Linked DNA regions of Gasterosteus aculeatus: region 1 is linked to region 2. The links are chromatin contacts, called in public Hi-C maps. All regions are on one chromosome and are shown on one strand. Each heading gives the region's core, a stretch centred on a gene start, on an enhancer-like site or on the middle of the called end of the contact. The rest is flanking DNA. Distances are from core to core; before and after follow the strand shown. Region 1 holds the start of gask1b (golgi associated kinase 1B). Region 2 holds the start of neil3 (nei-like DNA glycosylase 3).

Region 1 (3,625 bases), core at 950-3,449, 150 kb after region 2:
ACCCACAATCCCGCACGGCTTCAACCCCTCCGGCACTCTCTCCGCACTACAACACTTCACTGGCGGCTGTTTCAGGAGGAAAAACAAGCAAAAGATGTCACTCATAGATTTCAGATGGGACTTTGGAAGACAGGATTAAATTCCACTCACTAACTCCGGCTGAGGAGCGTCCACAGGGGCATTAAATACTGGCTAAAACGCCTCCCATCTGTCAATCAAATACCACTGTAAGCCCCCTAACTCAGTGTCCCTTGTTATAAGACTTTAAATATATGTGTTTTGTTTAGGTGAGTGAGCAACAAAGTCACCGCAAACCATTTTTATTTCGAACATAAAAATTTGGCCATTTTGACTTTAAACAATTCTTATTTCATCAAAGCCAAAATCTGATGAGAGATCCGGGTCTTCCACACAGGAAACAAGACTGTCTGTTTGGCCCAAAAACAATGTTTGCAAAATTTATTTAGAAAAGCATTTGTGGAGCAACTGCACAAAGTTAAACAGAAGGACAGGAAAGTTGCTGAAGTACTTTTGAAGTGTTGAATTGATGAATCGGTCTTTCATTTTGAAGCAGCCTCCGTTACCTGCAGCAGGAAGTCGAACAGAGCCAGTTTGCTCCACTCGAGGTGATGAACTGGGAGGCAGCCGGAGTCCGACTTTGGGCGGATGTTTTTATGCCAGCATCTCTGCTTCAGGGAGCGCTGGTACTCGGCCCACGTTAACCTCCCGGTGGGCCGGCCGGCAGCACGGCCTTCTGGGAGGAGGGATGCGTCCCACGACCCCACTGGACAGGGCTGGCCGTCTGCAGAGGGCAGATAGACTTGTTTCATCCAGGAAAAGCTTACAGAGCAATTCATGATCCGTCAGTAGAAAGAAAGAAGTTTAACACCTTAAACTTCTGCCATGGAAATATGTTTGGCTTTGCATATTTCTTTACTGACTCATATTTTAGACTACTGACAAGCGTCCAGCACATGCTGTTGGATCTTCAGGGTCATTCTCTCTCACCACAGACTCCCCAGCACTTCTTTTAAAGGATGTTTCTTTTAATTTGTCCCTGGAATTGAGACTCAAGGGTAATAACACCTTTTATACAAGTCTACATTTCAATGGCTTTATTTGCAAAATGCATTAAAGACATTAGAAAGTGACATTTATTCTCCTCAGATATCTCTGTGCTTCAGTCAGCAGATAAGGCACTCGCTCCTGGTGTCTGTGTGGACGTACCATGTAAGAAGTCGAACCGTCTGCTCACGGCTGGCAATGTCCTGTTGAACCCGAGCACCCTGTCCAGATGGAAGGCAAAGACCTGCGTGGTGTCCACGGGGCTGCTGATGACTCCACACTCCCCTCCACACACGCTGCTCCGCGGTGCAACCCGTTTCAGGTCGCTCCCTGAAACGCTCCCCTCGCCCTCGAAGACCAGAAGTGACGGAGAGTCTCCGCGAGAAACTTCTTTGACGCGCAAAACTTTGGCATCCGCCAGAAAGCGCATGGCCTCCACGTCCCGTGCGCTGAGCCAGGGCGGCGCCTTCTGGCTGTATATCCGTATAGAGCTGACGGGAGAGTCTGCCTGTGCGTGCGTGAGAGGTGCATGAATTACCTCCAAGGATTTGCGAAACACATCCCCGGTTTCTCCCCGCGAGGTGTTGGAGGCAAAGTGGCGCGTATTTGGGCCTGGGTCCCTCTCCAAAGGGCCGAGTTTGCTCCGCGTAAAATGAGCATATTGTTCATCTTGATTCCTCCTCACTTTTCTCCTCAGTTTGGGTCTGATTGTACCCCGGATGTGTGCCGGTTTTACGCGCTTGGACTTCAGCGTTATGTAGACCACGTTGGAGCGTGTCGGGAGCGCAAAACTCGCTCCGATCTTAAAATCCTCAGAGGCTGTAACATCCAGATTATACAATCCACGGGTGTGCCGGTACTTCTCTCTCCCGGTGCTTCCGTGCCGGAGCTTCCCGGAGTGTCCGAGGTGTGAAACCACCACCAACAAATAAAGCGCGCACGCGCTCGCGATGATCAAAGTCCTGTGGGAAAGAGCGCATCTCCGGAAGCTACTGCTCAGTCTCACACAAGGGAGTAACAGCCAGTGAAAAAGAGACTCCCCCATTAGAATTTATGTTATTTTCATGGTTGGCAGTCTTTGTTGAGTGAAACCCAAACCTGGGAGGAGCGCGGAGCTCCCAGAACTCCTTTTGGATGGGAGGGCGCGTTTAGGGGATGGACAGAAAGCTGTTCTCATGTCTTATCCGTACAATCAATGGCAACATATACGGCATGTTGTTTTTTGCATCAGCCTAAAAACGATAACAAATGAAGGAAGTTATTAAAAAGTACCAAATCAAGTTACTATAAACACATTTTTACATAATCACAATCTTAACAAAAGCGGATAATTGTCTAACGCACATTTGACGTAACGGTGATATTGTTTGTTTACATCAAAATACAGAGCTTTTATGCCATTATTGAAATTTGAAGTGCACAGAATATTTGGGCATGAACGCGTTTCAGGCGACATCTGCTGGTACTTTATTCTAAATGCGGACTACAAAATGTGAAAAGGAAACAGTTAAAAGATGGAAACTAATATTTCCTCTTGAGTGCTGGAAGTGAAGGATGGATGTTTCCATTACAGGATTTCCTGACCCAAATAACAACGCTTCTAAAAATAAACGATGGTGTAAACAGATAAGCGCTGTCAGGCTAACTAGTCTTTAGACATGCAAAGCTGCAGGAAGTATCCAGTCTCATTGTGTAAAAATACTAAATAATTTATTTAAAGGAGCCATTTAATTAACAGTATGCAGAATGTCCAATTACACAGACATAATATGTAGCCTACGTCATATGAGTGGACTATACATGTTGATGCGTTAATGTGAGGTTGGTAAAATAAAGCCTTGTTCTGTATGTGCTGCAGGTTAGATCTACATTTTAATCTCTACTTCAAATTAAGCAAAATTAAGCATTATGCAAGTTTCTTAAAATTCCTCTTTAGAACAGTACTTAATGCACATAGCCGCCTTCCACTATTTTATATATTATAAATATTTACTATATATTGGGATTATTACTTATTTTTATATTTATCTAAAATACATGTTGGAATTTTTCAGCATCTCATCACATTTAATATTATACCCTCATTAGACCCACAACCTCTGATGCATTTCCATGACTCCCGCTCCCGGTTATCCTGTCTCCACTGCAGCGTTACGCGTCAGATTGAGTGATTGGATAATTGGCGGCACCTGGCCGAGTGTCACTCCCCCCCCCCCCCACTGCTGACACCCTGGAGCTGCTTTTAACACTGTGCACCAGCCACCTTGCACAAAACAAACATTTATTTTAATATGCATGACGCAAAATGCCCACCTCTGCTTTTATTTGTTACCACGCTGCTGGTGGTGAGCTGCCATCGCGCTGAACCTTCTGCTGATGAAGGTAGGGGATCATTTGGGTGTGTGTGTGTGTGTGTGAGTGGGAAGCTAACACACTGCAGCTGGTGTGTTAGCCAAAACCAACAACACTGGAATTTTTTTGTTTTGCTTTTAAATTTTCCAGGTGTGAAACTGGGTGAAAATGCCGGTGTTGGCGACTTGGAAACATTTGAGTTCCGCAT
Region 2 (3,561 bases), core at 772-3,271:
TCCTTCCTCTCGGCGGGGTTTATGCGCATCGATCCATTCATCCCGAAATGGACCCTAAAGGAAAGAAAACGAAGGGAAGAAAAGGCAACTCAGCAGGTCTCATTTTGCACTGAGGACTAAACACAACGACACAAAGGAGGCCCGGCAGTCGGAGACAGAAACGACTCAGACTATACACACAATGGTTTTTGAGTCACTGGATTAACCAAAAACAGACGAGTCTCACTTCTCAACTGAGTAACCTTAGTCTGTGTTATTAGTCGGTGATATTCGGAGCCATTTGGCCCGATCACACGACCTCCCTTTCCTCCACACAGATGGATCGACCACGATGAACCGATTCCTCCGTCTAGTTCTGTCACCGCCTCCTGCTGCCGACTGATGACCACCTTCCACACAATCTAACTAGTATACCAACTAGTATACCGAGTAGTATACTAGTCCACCTTCCACACAATCTAACTAGTATACCAACTAGTATACTAGTCCTGATCCTCACCACCTTCCACACAATCTAACTAGTATACCAACTAGTATACTAGTCCACCTTCCACACAATCTAACTAGTATACAAACTAATATACCGAGTAGTAAACTAGTCCTGATCCTCACCACCTTCCACACAATCTGGTACACCACACAAACTAGTATACCAACTAGTCCACCTTCCACACAATCTAACTAGTATACCAACTAGTATACCGAGTAGTATACTAGTCCTGATCCTCACCACCTTCCACACAATCTAACTAGTATACCAACTAGTATACTAGTCCTGATCCTCACCACTTTCCACACAATCTAACTAGTATACCAACTAGTACACCGAGTAGTATACTAGTCCACCTTCCACACAATCTAACTAGTATACCAACTAGTATACCGAGTAGTATACTAGTCCTGATCCTCACCACCTTCCGCCTGGATCCTTTACTGACAATCTAACTGGTATCCTAACTAGTATACCGAGTAGTATCCTTTACTAAGAATCTAACTAGTATACTACCTACCTAACTAGCTAGCATATCAACTAGTCAGTGTACTGACTGGTCTAGTAACTAGGATGCTGGCTCGGGTGTTGGAAAGCGCACCAGGTGACAGGGGACGTGAATCCGTTACCTCAACGATCGGGGACCGAAGTGCATGAAGAGCTCCTTGCCCACCGTGTGCACACCGGTGTACGGACACCCGACGAAGCCGCGGAAGGCGTTGCCCGCCGGGTTGTTCGTCTGTGGGGAGAACGGGGAGGGTGAAGTGCTCGTCGGTAGAAGGGGAACACGAACCCGCGGGTGTGATGGTGTCGTCACGTTAACTCACGGTGGATGTGGTCAAACTGCCGCTGCTTTCCTTCCATTTCTGCCCCGTCTGGACTCTGGAGCGGATCTTCTCTCCGTTCAACGTGCAGCCCGGACCTTCAACCATCTTCCAGGTCAGACTTTGTATCTCATTACGCGGTAAAAAAAAAGAGAAAAGAAAACTGTCCCGGTCGGCTTGAAAAATGAAGGTTTGTTGTCGCTTCGATTCACCGCCAATTATTCAATTTCCGCGCATGCGCTGTGCGCTTTGTTTCCGGAAGTAACGTTAGGCGTCACGTGCATACGTCCTGACAAGTCCAGACGGAGACATTTCCATTATATTACAGCCCTGCGTAATTGGGAAGGATAAAGAAACTGGGGAGGAAATCAAAATAAATAGAGTCATAGTGAAAAAAGGAGGGAGAGAAGCATGAGAGATTCAGATGAAATAGAAGTTGGTGCCGTCAAATGACTTTCTGGCTGAATGTCAAGGACTGGGTTTTCCACAATCTGCTCCAACTAAATTCGGACAAAACTGGGATAATTCAGGGAGAAGAAAAGCTTGAATGACTTCAGTCTGTCCTTCTCTGTTTTTACCGCATGCAGCCCTCATCTCGTTGTCTCCCTCTCTTAATCTCCCTCTTCCTCTCTGTTCCTGCTCTCTACTCCCTCTTTTTTGTCTCTTCATTCCACAGACCAGGTGTTGGCTGATGTTTTGGGGAAGAGTTACCTTGAGTGACTTGCCTGTGTTCTTCTGGACTTCCGCGTAGGGAAGTAAAGTAGTTTGCAAGTAGGCAAGTAGCTTGGCTTGTACATCGTCATGATCACATAGATGATTAATGATGAATATCTCACTTTGTTCAACACATTTGTCACTTGGTCTGCCATAAAATGGGTTTCAGCAACACTATTTTAAAGTCAAATGTCATGTAATTCTGCGTTGCAGAGCGAGCATTTTCTGTAAACTGATATTTCAGGCTTCCTGGCTTTATTCACGGGGTCAGAACTGCGTTAATCTCCAAAACGTCTGAAGATAAGGCAAAGGGAGGGATGTGAAAGTGTCGCCGTGACTCGGCAGCACTCATCCTGAAGAGCCTCACGGGCAAAGCTGAGGGACGACAGACTTGTAGAGACAAGTCGCCGACTTACATTTGTAGCAGCTTTAATCGATGGTGTCATGGGTAAAATGTAAGAAATTGACATTTGAACAGAAAGACTCGCTCATTTCCTTCCTCTTCTCTTTTCTTCATCCCTCGTGTTTAGTGGCTTTGTGATTAGTTAAAACACGGGATTAAATAAGTAATATGCGATAGATGCAAATGCAAAGTAAGTTTACAACAATGCTGATGTGACCAGCTCCAGAGTTCAGCAGTCTCATGGCCTGTGGGGGGAAGCCGTCCCTGAGCCTGGTGGAGGTGGGGGGGGGATGCTGTAGATCTGCCATACGGCATTAGGCAGAACAGTTTGAGCCTGGGGTGGTTTGGAGAGAAAAGGAGAGGTTTTGAGGTGTGTTATTACTACATAAATTAGAGTGGATCAGATAGAACCACCATCAGATAGAACAACCATCCATAGAAGCCTGTGGGGAGGGAGAGCACAGAGACTTTAGGAGAGGGTTATGTTGGTTTACGAGTACAGTAATATGATTAATATCTAAAATAATAATAATGATGATGATGGCAGCAGCAGGCGCCAGCATGGCCACGGCAGGTGTCAGGACCAGGGTCCAGAAGGAACTACGATCTACGGAGACCTGATAGGGGAGAAAGCACAAAAAAACTCCCGGAAAGAAGCTGAATTAGTCATGTGCATTAATAAAACGTGAATTATGGTAGAACGAGAGCGTGAGAGAGGAGCTCGGTGTGTCCTAAGAAGTCCCCCGGCAGTCTAAGCCTATAGCAGCTTAACTAAGGGCCGGTCCGGGCTAACCTGAGCCAGCCCTAACTATAGGCACAATCAAAGAGGAACGTTTAAAGTTTTACTTTGAAAGAGCTGACGGAATCTGCCCCCCGGACTGAAAGTGGAACCTGGTTCCACAAAAGAGGAGCTTGATAACTGAAGGCTCTGGCCCCCAGCCTACTTTTTAAAACCCTAGGAACAACAAGTAACCAGCATCTATGGAGCGCAGTTGCCTTGTAGGACAATAAGGTGTTACAAGCTCTTTAAGATACGATGCAAGGGCCTCGTAGGTGAGGAGAAGTACCTTAAAATCTATTCTTGATTTAACAGGGAGCCAGTGCAGAGAAGTTAATACAGGAGTTATATG

The links. Hi-C and Micro-C count contacts between places; a contact is called where the count stands out from the background.
Region 1: a Hi-C map of whole body shows a contact between it and region 2, with 2.5 times the contacts expected there. The contact joins the promoter of gask1b here to the promoter of neil3 in region 2. A contact is called at or near these places in 2 of 6 Hi-C or Micro-C datasets (skeletal muscle and whole body).

Annotation. Positions count from the first base shown.
Region 1 is chr4:2,386,818-2,390,442 of fGasAcu3.hap1.1, forward strand. gask1b (golgi associated kinase 1B) reads right to left here and starts at 2,200. Exons shown (of 4, transcript XM_040175222.2): 1 at 1,228-2,200; 2 at 585-802. The coding sequence starts at 2,110. tmem144b (transmembrane protein 144b) reads left to right here and starts at 3,258. Exons shown (of 12, transcript XM_040172603.2): 1 at 3,258-3,447; 2 at 3,568-3,625. The coding sequence starts at 3,357.
Region 2 is chr4:2,232,153-2,235,713 of fGasAcu3.hap1.1, forward strand. neil3 (nei-like DNA glycosylase 3) reads right to left here and starts at 2,022. Exons shown (of 10, transcript XM_040174626.2): 1 at 1,318-2,022; 2 at 1,120-1,229; 3 at 1-54. The coding sequence starts at 1,422.